Regions from separate parts of the Arachis hypogaea genome. Here region 1 is linked to region 2. Evidence: chromatin contacts called from public Hi-C data. All regions are on one chromosome and are shown on one strand. The core of a region is the stretch at or near the end of the contact, and the rest is flanking DNA. Distances in the headings are between cores, read along the strand shown. Region 1 holds the start of LOC112702687 (CBL-interacting serine/threonine-protein kinase 11). Region 2 has its middle 18 kb from the start of LOC112704251.

Region 1 (6,676 bases), core at 3,214-5,713, 34 kb before region 2:
AAATATGGCAGTGTAATTGATGAATACTCAAATATGGTGAAGGAGCCAAAAAGTGGGAGAGGCAAAAAAAAAAGAGAAAATTGATGCTCAATGTTAAAGCTCACACTTGATGGGGAGATTGTTAAGGTTATAAATGTGAAGAAGTTAATAAATTAACTGCAAATAAAAAAAAACAAGGAAAAATAGTAAATTTATAAGATAAAGACTTCATTAACTTAATATTTTAAGGTTTTGAGTTGAATATAGCATTTTTATTTTGTGTTCTCTTAGTTACTTTCTAAAATTTCTCTAATAATAATCAAGAGCTCCCCACGGTGCCCAATAGGTTTGGCATGTAAGACTCGATCACATATACCCATGAATTATTGCCATGAAATCTGCATGGCTGTTAACCAAACATAGGGAGAGAATGCTACAGCACAGTGCATGCATGTAAAGCTTGATTTATTTATCTTGTGTTACAACTTTTGGACCTTTACTTGTACTATATGCAAAACACCTAAAGCAAAAGACAAATAATATAACTGCTACTACATGTGAACCTCTTATCCTCTGCAAGCAACACTAGAGTTTGACAGAACCATAAGGAGATACAAAAGAATTATTGAAATCAGAGATAGAGTTCAAGAATATGTGTTCTTCAAGAATAAAATTTTTGTATAGTCCTTGTATTTGAGTTCCAAAATCAAGCACTGCCTTAGTCACATGGTGCCTATAAATTTGTGCCTAAATTGCCAAAACGTGAGTGTTAATTGATGGAACCCACTCTTTTATAAAGTTGAATCATATGTATTTTATAGATACCATAAAACACACCTTAATCATAAACTACTAGTATTCAGTATACTTTATCCCAAACACACTTTATTAGACTCCTTTGGCATATAAAAGATTTGGAAAAACAAGGCATAAAATTGCCAACAATTGAGAAAAACAAGAAGAAAAGGCAAGCTATATAAATAGAGTAATAATTATTCTAATTTTTGCTTTCCATTATGAGGGAAGCCAGACAATTGTCTGATATATAAACAATACAGTAAGACACCCTTAATTTATTTTCAACATTTACAAAGAGAGGGAAAGAAAAAGGTAAACAAGAAGCATAAATATTCATCATCATCATCATCATTGCTGGAGTCTCCACCAATCCTCCAATCAACATCATCCTACAGTTCAAACATTGGCAATATCCATGGCTGCCAAAACTACACCATGACCCACCATGATTACTGCGTTGGGTCTCTCAACAGCAACACCACCATTGGCAGTAATAATCCCATGTGTGCCAGAACTACAACATGACCCACCAAAATGTACATTTTGGATACAATAACAATAATAAACAACAAATATTTCAACCTATATATGTATATATATCTTTGTTTTTCCAACAAAAGACCTTTTTAAAAAAAAAAGGGGAAAGAAAATGGATTAAAAGAAAGGGACAGAATAAGATCAGACACTAGCAACTTGCTCAGACTCGGAAATCTCCGATTGAGTCTCTGCTGAATCAGAAATGCTATCACTTTCTGTGGTAGCATTACTTAACAGCTTAGGTGTCAGTTTGTTCCTCCACATATCCCTAAATCCGAAGAGATCCCCGGTTTTCCTCGTTGCCTCCACCACAACCAGGTTGGCAGTTACCCGGCAAACCTCCACCACAAGCCCAAAATTACCATTTTGCCCCTCTAGCTCCACACCACATTCTTTCAACCCTCTTACTATAAGCCCCTCTGCCACAGCCACCTCCTCCACCCTAGCCAAAACCGCCTCAACTGAACCCTTGAGCATGAGCCTCTCAGTGTCCTCTGCGGCCGCTGATGTGGAGGCACCACCGCCAACAAACAATCCAGAAAGATTCAAACCAGAAGAGAATGAGATTATATCAAAAGCATTCAATTCCTTCACCTTGTCCTCAGACCCAAGATTCCAATCCTCATGAAACTTGATCTCCTTGTAGCCTTTTCTAAACCAAGGGTCCCTGGTGATCTCATCAACGGTGAACCTTGTCTCGGGGTTGATGTCAAGAACCCTTGAAAGGAACCGTCGTAGATCCGGTGACATCCACCGTGGACACCGGTACTCCCCCTTGTAGATCTTCTTGTACATCACCATCAAGTTTGGATCATTGAAAGGTAGGTACCCTGCTGCAAGAACAAAGAGAATCACCCCACAAGACCATACATCAACCTTTGCACCGTCGTAGCCCTTCTTTGCCAGAATCTCCGGTGCCACGTACGCCGGAGTGCCACACAACGTGTGCAACAACCCATCAAACCTCACCTGCAAAAAGAATAGATGACCGATTATTAATTAGGCATGTTCGATCATTCACATGTAAACCACCATTATTTGACGTGTATCATTCAAAATTCCTAGAAATCATAATAGAAAATTGGACCTACTCATAATAAAGGTGTACCTGTCATTATAGGAGAGAGATCATTAATTGTTTTAGAGCAAGAAAGATTGGTGTTCCAGAAAATATTAATTCAACTAAATTAATATTATTATTGTTTCCGTACATTATCCTCAATATAAATTACTAAATTAATGTGCAAGCCATGATTTTAAACTCTGCAACCAAGATTACGGCATTGATGTTACAATTTTCTAGCCCTTTACAACAATTACAGCAGCATCAACTGCAAATTTTACTGCAGCTAGAATTGCAACCACAAATCCAAACCATGATGGGACAAATAAACTTTTTCTTCAACAAACCATTTAATTTTGTAACAAATTAATTAAATTCATAAATTTAGAAGCAATTCTCCAGCACCATTGATTACCCTAAACACAGGACTGTAAAATCCACCATCTATCACATTAATTACTCTGAACTCTAATTTGAGCTCTAGCATTTCATTTCATTACGGTAAGAATTTTGACAGAAATTTTTTTGTTCAAATTCCTGATGAAAAATCAAATTCCCCAACAAATTAACTGAACAAAATAACAAAATGATGCTGTAAATGCAAATTACAGTATTTTGGGGCTGACCTGGTCTTTGACGGCACTGAGTCCAAAATCGGAGACCTTGAGATTCCCATTTTCATCAAGCAAGAGATTCTCCGGCTTCAAATCACGGTGGAAAACGCCGCGCGAGTGGCAGTACCCTACGGCGGAGATAAGCTGCTGGAAATACTTGCGGGCGAGATCCTCGCTGAACCTCCCTTTCGAAACCTTAGCAAATAACTCACCGCCTTTAACGAACTCCAACACGAAATAGATCTTGGTCTTCGTCGCCAGCACCTCGTGCAGCTTCACGATGTTCGGGTGGTTGAGCTTGCTCATGATCGAAACCTCGCGCTTCACGTTCGAAACCAGTGACGTTCCCATTATCTTCTTCTTGCTTATCACCTACGCATTCCACAAATTCAAATACGTATTTTAACGAATTCGATCACATTGAAGAATTCGATTCAAAATTCAGAAGTTTCAGCAAATCATTCCTTAATTATTATTAGTTATTTACCTTTATCGCCACGCTCTGCATCGTTTTCACGTTCCGCGCGTAGTAAACCTTCGCGAACGCGCCGCATCCTAGGAGTCTTCCTAGCTCGTATTTTCCAAATAAGGCGGAGGTGGTGACCGTGGATGTGGAGGTGTTAGTAGTTGCCGACGCCGCATGCGGCGGCGCCTGTTCGATCTCTGGCATCGTGATTTTTGACACCAGAGACCGAACTTCTTATTTTTTTTTTTCTTTTTTTCGATCTAAAAGCTATGAAAGAATAAATAGTTGAGAAGGAGAGAATTTGATGTGGTGATTGGTGTTTTTGAATTCGCTCGTAAAAAAGTTTTTGATTTATTGCGGAATATGGTGTTTTCGTTTATTTTTCTTGTTTTGTGGGTTCTCATTCCGTTATTTTGTGCGGAAACACAGGATGTTCGGAATTGCACGGCGCTTGTTTTCTTTATTATTTTATGGTTGTTTCCGTATTTATATTTTTCTAAAATTTGCTTTCAGGACAAAGGTTTCCTATGCTTTTGCGTTTTTTTTCCCCAAAAAATTAAAATTACATCTCTCCTCCCTAATAAAAGACAGAGACGAGTAGTTATTTGTATCTCAATTCTCAAATTCTCAACCTGTATCTGGATCCCGAAAAGGAAAATATTTAAAATTAAATTTGTCAGCAATTAATTAATATTTTAAATTTTAAATTTATCTTTTATTATTTGTATTTATCATTATTTTGTTGGATATTTATTTGTATTAAATAAGATTAGTTCTTTAAAAAACTGATGAGAAAATTAATGTTGTTTTCGAAAAGATTATTTAGTATATAACAGAAAATTCTCACTTTTAAATATAAAAAAGATTTAGTTTATTGAAGAAAAAAAAAAGGGTTCGTTTCCGTGTTTTTGGGCTACGCGGGTATATAGTTGGGACTTGGGAGTTGAATTGAAGAAAGCTAAGTAACTTGCAGCTTTGTTTTGAAAGCGGAAAGAGTAGTCACGCTGTTTTTTATTACTTTTTCTTTTTTTAGGTATATTGAGAGGTAATTATAATTGGCCATACACATGTTGCATTGTGATTAGAAGATATAGTTGATAAGTTGAATATAATTTAGTAATTAAAAATGACACGTCGGTGCCGACTTGAGCCGTCTCTTTTATGAAATAAAAATAGACTTAATTTTTTCAATTTACATTCATCATTTTGTCTTTTTTTTTTAGAATTAACTATTAATTTAGTATTTAAAATATTTGATATAACAAAAAATTTTTTAAAAAATATTATTAATAAAATAATTTTTAAATTATTTAAAAATATAACAAAGATAATCAATAAATATGATATTTTTTATAAATGTTAAATTTTCGTATTTAGTAAATAAGTTATTCATTTAATTTAAATTTTTGTATCAATATTTAAATAAATATTTAGTAGATATATTAAAAAATCAAAGTAAAATTTGATTTTTAAAATTTTTTATTTTTTTAAAAATTAGTAATTCACAATAATATTTTTTTAAAAAAAATCACTTGACATAAAAGTTACAAAATTTTGAGGATGAAAAGATTTTATTTTTGTAATGATGTTTGCAAAAAAGCATCAAAATATGATTTTTAAAATATTACTTTAGAATATATATTTACAGTTATGTTACACATTGGTATAATTTTTCATCCAAGCTAGTCCAATACTAAAAAAACTCAATCTCATTAAATAAAACGTGACTTTCACGCACCCAAACACATGAAACGTTAAATATTCATTTGCGCTTCATTAAGAAAAAACGTTCCTTCTTCAACATTGAAACCGCTACTGGAGAAGAATCACGAGAAGATTTCGGAAGAAAGAAGCAAAAATGAACGAAAATAGCAACAGAGACTACGAAAAGTATAAGAAAAATTACTGTTCCTTTAAAATCTTGCAATCTCGCGTTTCTTCTAGTTGTATTTTAGGTTTAATGGATTGAGTTGCTTCGTTTAGTAGATCGACATATTCTGATTCCATTTTTATAGTGTAACTAGGGTTTGAAATGAAATGTGTTCTTATTTTCATTCAGTTCAGTGGAGTTGCTAATTTCGATTCAATTGATTGTTAGCGTGTTCAGTTGACTTCTTTTACATAGAGAAATACTATTCTTGATGATTGAATGTTTATAACGTTTTATTCAGCACATGAATATTGCTCGGTTCAGTAGAGTTACTCATTTTCATTCACTTGATTGTTAGTGTGTTCAGTTGAGTCCTTTTGCATGCAGAAATATTTTTCTTGATAATTGAATGTCTATTACGTTTTATTCAGCACATGAATGGCGTTCGGTTCAGTAGAGTTGGTTATTTTCATTCACTTGATTGTTAGTGTGTTCAGTTGAGTCCTTTTGCATTCAGAAATGCTTTTGTTGCTGATTGAATGTTTTATCACGTTTTATTCATAACATGAATGGTGTTCATTTCAGTGAGCTTGGTAATTTTCATTCACTTGATTGTTAGTGAGTTCAATTGAGTCCATTTGTATGCATAAATATTTTTCTTGATGATTGAATGTCTATTATGTTTTATTCAGCACATGAATGGTGTTCAGTTTAGTGAGTTAGCCATTTTCATTCACTTGATTGTTAGTGTGTTATGCTGGATCCTTTTGCATGCAAAAATAATTTTCTTGCTAATTGAATGTTTATCACATTTTATTCAAAACATGAATTGTGTTCAGTTCAGTGGAGTTGCTAATTTTGATTCACTTGATTGTTAGAGTGTTCACCTAGGCTCTTTTGCATGCAAAAATGCTTTTCTAGCTGTTTCATTATTTATCATGTTTTATTCAATACATCAATGGAGTTCGGTTCAGTGGGCTGGGATATTTTCATTCACTTGATTAAAATATGCATGCTTGTGCTTGTCGATGTATTGAGTGAAGTATTGGCCAAATTTTTTTGTCCTTACAGCAAAAATAAAGAAGACAATGATGACAAAGAAGGAAAAGCCGCGCTATAACGTAAGCACATTAAATATATTTATCCACTTTCATTCGAATAAAATCTATTTTGTATTATAAATATATCGTGATATTTTGTTTCTAAACCTTACAGAAAATTCAAAATTGCAGATGCCAAACAAAGGCAATAGCAAAGGTGTTCAAGGATATGAGTTAGGAAAAGAAAGATATTGTTGAAGAAATGGGATTCAGTGCGCTAGCACATGTCCTGGAAATGAACGTCTCTCA
Region 2 (6,726 bases), core at 1,807-4,306:
AAGAAAAAGAATTTAATTCTCAAGAAAATTCTAATTTTATGCTTTCTAAACACATTCTTAATCTTTATCCTTACTTACATCCAAAAAAAAAATCTTTATCCTTACTTCATCCCGCATTAACAAGTTCCTTCATAAACAATTATTAGAATATCAATCCAATTTCTCAATCAAATTCAACAAAAATATCATTAGCCTTAATAATTCTATAAGAAAAAACTCAGGACACCGTAATTATGATAAATTGATTAAATTCCTTTTCTAAGAGTTTAATTCACGATTGTATTAAAGTGGCAATCCACTATCTAAACAAGTGTAACTCAATTATGATAATAACACTATTGTCTCATTCCCCAACTGACGGTAAATCATACATACATATGCAAAGTACGTCAAGTTCCCGTATGTTTTGGCCAAAAGCTCCCTTACAGTTGCTGAGGTTTGAAAATCGTTTTCAGCAACATGGTAATGGCATTCAATTTCAATGATTTGAAACGGGGAAAATATCTAAGTGAAAGCTTATAAAAGCAAGAGAACCAATAGCACGTACAAAGAATAAATCTATTTTTACACATGAAATTATGTCTAATAGATTTCTATCTCATATCATACTGTAATAGTCACCTTTATCACTCATCCCCATGAAACACAATATGACTAATACAAACACGAAGAAAGATGAAAGCTCCATTGTAAAGGCTTCCCAACCAATAACAACATAATGATTTAGAATGCTTAGAATAGCAATACTTCCAATAGTTGAGAATCCAGTCATGAACTTGGCTAAATTCACCTAGTTGCTCCATCATTCATTAGACCACAAAATAGAAAGTTGAATGATTAATAATCTTGCCTCGATATACAATCTTATCTTTTTTTTTTTTCTTTTTAAATTGTTTTTCAATTAATGCTTGAATAATAACAGTTTACCTGCTATCTGATTCAGAAAATACAGAAGAACCATTAGACCCCGTAAAGAATAGCAGAGATATTGGGAGTAGCACATATGTTATAGCTGCAAGAAAACAAAACACTAAATGTAATAACAAACGAGGAATGTTCGGTCACATTAACATTTCATTCCCTTAAATCTTCAAGAAATAAATATAGAGATGTTTTATCTCACCACTTAGCATCGGCTACCAATTATTATACAAAGCACATGCTTGTCACATAACACAGATGCAACTAGGTAAGCAACAATTACTTCGTTACCAATAAGATGTGATGCATTTATTAACAATGAGAAGAACACAGACTAAAATTTACAAGACAATATTCTGAGAGACTAAGATTGCCAAAAAGGCAAGTTTTTCCGTGCTCAAGCAAGAACCCAAATATCCTGGTAAATCTGCCATCTTTAACTCACCTCATGTTACGCAGAAAAAGGGTTGGATCAAGAAATCTCATTACCATAATGCTATATGGATATTAAATCAGAAGAAAATACTAAATCAAAACCAATTCTAATTTCTAACAAAGCTAACAAAGATAAGATGAAGATGTAAACCAACCACACTGATATTCAAAAGTTTGGTTTTATTTTATCACAGTGTCCGCTGCATAAGCACAGAGAAAGAAAATCTAGTGATTTGAGATCAGCATCAGATAAGTCCATATTAAAACAACAAAACAGCAGCAGTTATGTAAATTAATGACATAACGAAGAGAACAAAGGCCATATTTTTTATGCGATAGCTAAAATGCAATATGATTTCAAACCTAATTCACCTAATAGACATTATATTGTTTCAATCACAATTTGCCATACAAGATATATATCACTTCTCTTTAGTATTGAACAAGTGAATGACATTTCCACACCTTTTCACAAACAAACCTTTGTATATCTGAAATGGTTTAAACATATAATAGAACCTAAAAGTCAAAAATCCAATTCCACATATTTTTTACCTTAAAATCAACAAGATCCAACTTGGATTAGCCAAATGATTGATTGATATCCAGAATCCATACAACAATCTGGTCTAGATGACAGTATATTCAAATATAACTAAATTCACGGATACGAAAACCCAGAGCTAAAAGCGAAGGCCATGGAAGGCCATGGAAGCAAATCCTATGAACAAGCATAGGAGTAACGGCGTACGGCGTATGATTAACCATCATCAAAATAATTATAAAATATACCCTTTTTTTTAAAAAATTACTAATTAGATTTTGATCCCTCAAATTTTTTGTTTTTACACATTTTTTTCTTTTCCTTTTAATTTCAGATTCAGAGAAAAGAAGCATGTCTGCTAAGGTTTTTCATTCAATTTCAATCACCACCATTCTCTCGTCCTCTTCTTCTGCTGTATCTCTCGTTCGCCAATCCTCGTCGCCGCAACACGTCTCAGACGACGCCACAACCTACTTCCATCGCCGCACAACCTGCTTCCGCCGTCCTAAACTTTGAGTTTGATTACACTATTGAAGAGAAAGAGGAATAGAAAGTAACCTTTATAATATTAAATTGTTCTCAAATTATCTAATACTTTTTTCACTATATATTCTTTGAATTTTATATTAATTGCCACTTTTATTTTAATTTTTTGGTACATTAAAAAAAATTCATAGGCCACGTATCATTAAAGTAATAAGGCAGTAGAGACAAAAAAAAGTAAGACAATATATAAATAAATTTAATTTTAATATATTATTAGTATAAAATAATATTTAATAATTATTTTTTATATTAATCATATGAATAATCATATAAAACAACAAATATAATTAAATAATTATGTAAAATTTTATATAAAATAAAATTTTATTATACTAATAGCATAAAATCCGTTCTTTTAAATAATTATTCATGTAATCAAAATAAAAAAAAAACCTATTTTATTCCAACATTTTATCAAAACTAAAGTAAATAACTCCAAAAAAGTTGGAGCAACGTAACCCAGAAGAAAGCGTGTAAAAACTAAAAAGTGATGAAAAGGCCATGTTTCCAAACTCCATGCGTTATGTGACGAGTTTGAAGAGTGTACAGAACACAGTGGAAATTCAAATCAGCGTTCCATTGAATAAGTTAGCCATGTAGGGTACGATTTAAGTTTTAACACGAGTTTCATGCATGTCAATTAATTAATTAGGTTATGGTGGATGGAGCCATTGGTAACATTATGTGGGGTCTATCTTACTTAGTTATTATCTAATCTGATTGTGATGCCTAGCTAATAGTCTTTGGGAAACTATAGCTATTTAGCATATGCTTTATGACTTATGACTTATGACTTATGACTTATGGTTAAAGCTACCGTGTAGCTTAATCTCAAAACATTTGGTTTCAGAGATTTATAAAATGTTTTTCAAAATTAATAATTCCATTTTAAATTAATCTCAAAATGTTAAAAAAGACGATTAATTTGAGGAGGAGGGACTATTAAGAAAAGAAAATGGCTCCAAAGTACAAACCATTTAATTTTATAAATAATAACATCATGAATGTTGTTTAAAATAAGGTGGATTCTAGTATTTTTATATTTATGATAATTACAGTAATTATGTAAATATTGTTAAAATTAAAATTATATATTTTTTAATATTTTGGTAATATTTCTTTTAGTAATATTTTTTAAAAACATTGTTAAATAATAAAAAATATTATTTTAATTTTAACAATATTTTTTAAAATACTATAATCACTGTAGACAATAGTATAAGTATACTAGAATGATATTTAAAATAAATGGTAGGACTGCATCTAAATTAATTCCCTACAAAAAATATAGCATTAAATTTCTTTTTCTTTTCTTTTTTTTGTTTTGGACTTGCATTAAATTTCTTTTTCAAGATAGAAGAAAAAAGGCGTGTGAATCTTTTGTTTTTCTCTGGCCAACAAAAAGCCTTTTTTTTGGGGGGTCAAAAACAATGGGACCTATTGACATCACAAAAATTTGATACTACATAAAATTCATTATCCATTATTACCAGAAAAAGACCTTTTTTCATCCATAACATCTAAAACTTCTAATCTCCAATCTTAAAACCTATAGAAGCATGATTGAAGTGCATGTCATTGTCAACCACAATAAAATTATGACTAAAGGATAATCATTATAATTGGCATACCTTACAATTTAATGAAAGAATTTATTATAATTGGCATACCTACTAATTATCACCTAGTTAATTAAAATTTATTATACAAATTAAAAATAATTTAATTTTAATACATTAATATTAAAAAGTTCTTTACACAATTATATTCTTTTTCTTAAACTATTACATATGTGATAAGTGTGAAAAGTAATTATTTTAATTGATATTATAATACATAAATAAAAATATATGTCTTTTTTTAATATTAACGGTATATAAAAATTAAATCCAAGTAAATAACATCAATAATTACAAAACTTTTATTTTAAAAAATAATTAGGACGCAAAAATATAAAAATTAATAGAATAATTAGAAAGTATTCTTGATATATATATAAAATTCAAATATTAACATCTTCCTAAAATAAGGACGTGAGCAGGGATGGACCCTGATTAAGAAAAGAAGAGACACTTATTCCCGCTAGAATTTTAAAAACTATTAGTAATTATATATAATAATTGAATATATTTGTCTCTATTGTTATATTATTTTTGTCCCAACAATAAATTATAAATAATTTTTTTGAGAATTATATAAAAAAAATTTATTAAGTTCAATATGCAAAACTATATATTTTATTAAATTTGACTTAGTATCAAAATTTAAAAAAAGTAGTAATAATGTTATTTCTAAAACTAACCAATTAATTAATTACCAAATTAAAGCTTAGTTTTTTAAACATAAATAAAATTATCAATATATTTTTTCAAAAATTGATTGAGATAAGAAAAAATATTATCTATCTGTTAAATAATAAAAAATATAAAAAATTAATTTTTAGTTGTCTAACATTAACTAATTTTTCTTTTTTTATTCTAAAAAATTGTTATTTTTTAAAAAATTATAATTTTGAATTAAAAGTTTATAATTTAGAGTTGACTCCCTAATTGAATTTTAATTAATATTTTTTATTTTAACACTTATACATAATTATTCTAAATATAAATAAAATTATTATTTTTTATACTTATACATAATCCTAATTGTAAATTATATTACTAAATTTATTTTAGTATATATTTTTATTCATACTACTAATTTTCTTTTAGTCCTGTGTCACCCCACGCAAGTGGTGGGTGGCTTGGTTACAAAACTAAGCAAAAACTCCTGTCCAATACATGAAAGGAGTTACCAACGAATCAAAACACAAAAAATAAAACCAACAACAAAAAATTATATCAGATTTACAATCATTCAATATAAACATACACACTTACTTTATTCAAGGGAATTCTCGACCCCAATCCAATTTATTCAATGCTGTTGAACTATTCTATTTTGATTCCTTTTCCATAGTACATCACTTCTTGCTTCATTCTCTCAAAGTTCATCTCCTTTTAATTGAATATTTTATTATTCTTAATTTTTCATATACATTAAATAATAATAAAAAAATAAAAAATAAAAAATCATCCATACTTCTTTCATGCCTTTCCGCCTCAGTATGCCTTACATTCATATATTGAAATTGGGTGTGTATGGATCGGGTGAAATTCGATTTGATGTGATCTAAGTTCGCTGAAATATATATTGGGTCTATTTATTAGACTCGAATTCGACTCTAAATCTGATGAAACCTATACACTTTCGAGCCACAATTATACCGAGTAAAAATCGGGTGAAAATCGGGTTGTTAACATACATTACCTTGATACATTTTTATAAGCTAGCCTGTGAAAATATTCAAATTTCCAAGATTCCAATCATTATTTGACATGGTAAAATTCACTTAAAAAAATATAACAAGAACTAACTTTTCTCTAAAATTAAAGCATAACCATAATCAATACTAATATTGTCTAATAACAGTAAATATTTAAATCAATATAAATAACACAATATTATGCATTAATTAGTTTAAAATCTTATGCATTTTAAATATAAAACATTAACTTATAGTCTTATAATAACTAATAACACAAAATATTAAGGTTTATAATACTTAATTTCATATAAGAATAGCCATCATCCATCACTAATACACAAAATATTAATTGTGTATGATGACCGGGCCACTGGGCCGATTTCAGGTGACCCGAGCCATGGACCGGACCCGACCCGAAACAATGATCGTGTCTATTTTTGAGACGCTTACCCGACCCTAAATCCGATGAAATCACACCAAATTAGCCCCTAAAGTGTTCGGAGCTGGGCTGGGAAAAATTCATTAATAATAGAATTTGTGTCAAATTTTTCAGCAATTTTCTTTTTAATATAATTAAAAGACAATTAGTAAGAAATTTATTTTTCATTTTATTTCTGAGTTATTTTTTGCAATATTTATAATTGAAAAAGATCTCTTAGTTATTACAGTTGAAACAGTGAGAATTAATACCAAATGAATAAAAAAAGATGGTCACAAAAAGAAAAAGAATTCAGTTTATAAAATTTTAAAATTTTTATTTAATTAAAAAATATTAGTAATAATATCTTTTTCAAACTTTTTTAATATTATTATTTCTTTTTAAATATTAGAAATTATTAATATTTAAATTGGATTAGATTTTTATTTACACTAAACGAAATACTAAATAATTTTTTTAAAATTAAATTATACATAATAACTTATTATTATTAATTTTTTTAAAAAAAGTTGGGGTCGAAGCCTCCACTAGTCC

What was found. A called contact is a pair of places that touch in the nucleus more often than the background predicts.
Region 1: a contact with region 2 is called in a Hi-C map of leaf, with 2.3 times the contacts expected there. The contact joins the promoter of LOC112702687 here to the enhancer-like site in region 2. A contact is called at or near these places in 2 of 8 Hi-C or Micro-C datasets (leaf and an unstated tissue).

Annotation. Positions count from the first base shown.
Region 1 is chr7:17,920,642-17,927,317 of arahy.Tifrunner.gnm2.J5K5, reverse strand. LOC112702687 (CBL-interacting serine/threonine-protein kinase 11) reads right to left here and starts at 4,463. Exons shown (of 3, transcript XM_025753824.3): 1 at 3,479-4,463; 2 at 3,004-3,363; 3 at 972-2,283. The coding sequence starts at 3,661. The coding sequence ends at 1,456.
Region 2 is chr7:17,885,226-17,891,951 of arahy.Tifrunner.gnm2.J5K5, reverse strand. No RefSeq gene overlaps it. Among protein-coding and RNA genes, the nearest start is that of LOC112704251, 18 kb to the left of the region's middle. Within about 2 kb of position 3,056, at least 3 of the 3 cell types and tissues checked have open chromatin away from gene starts, as enhancers often do.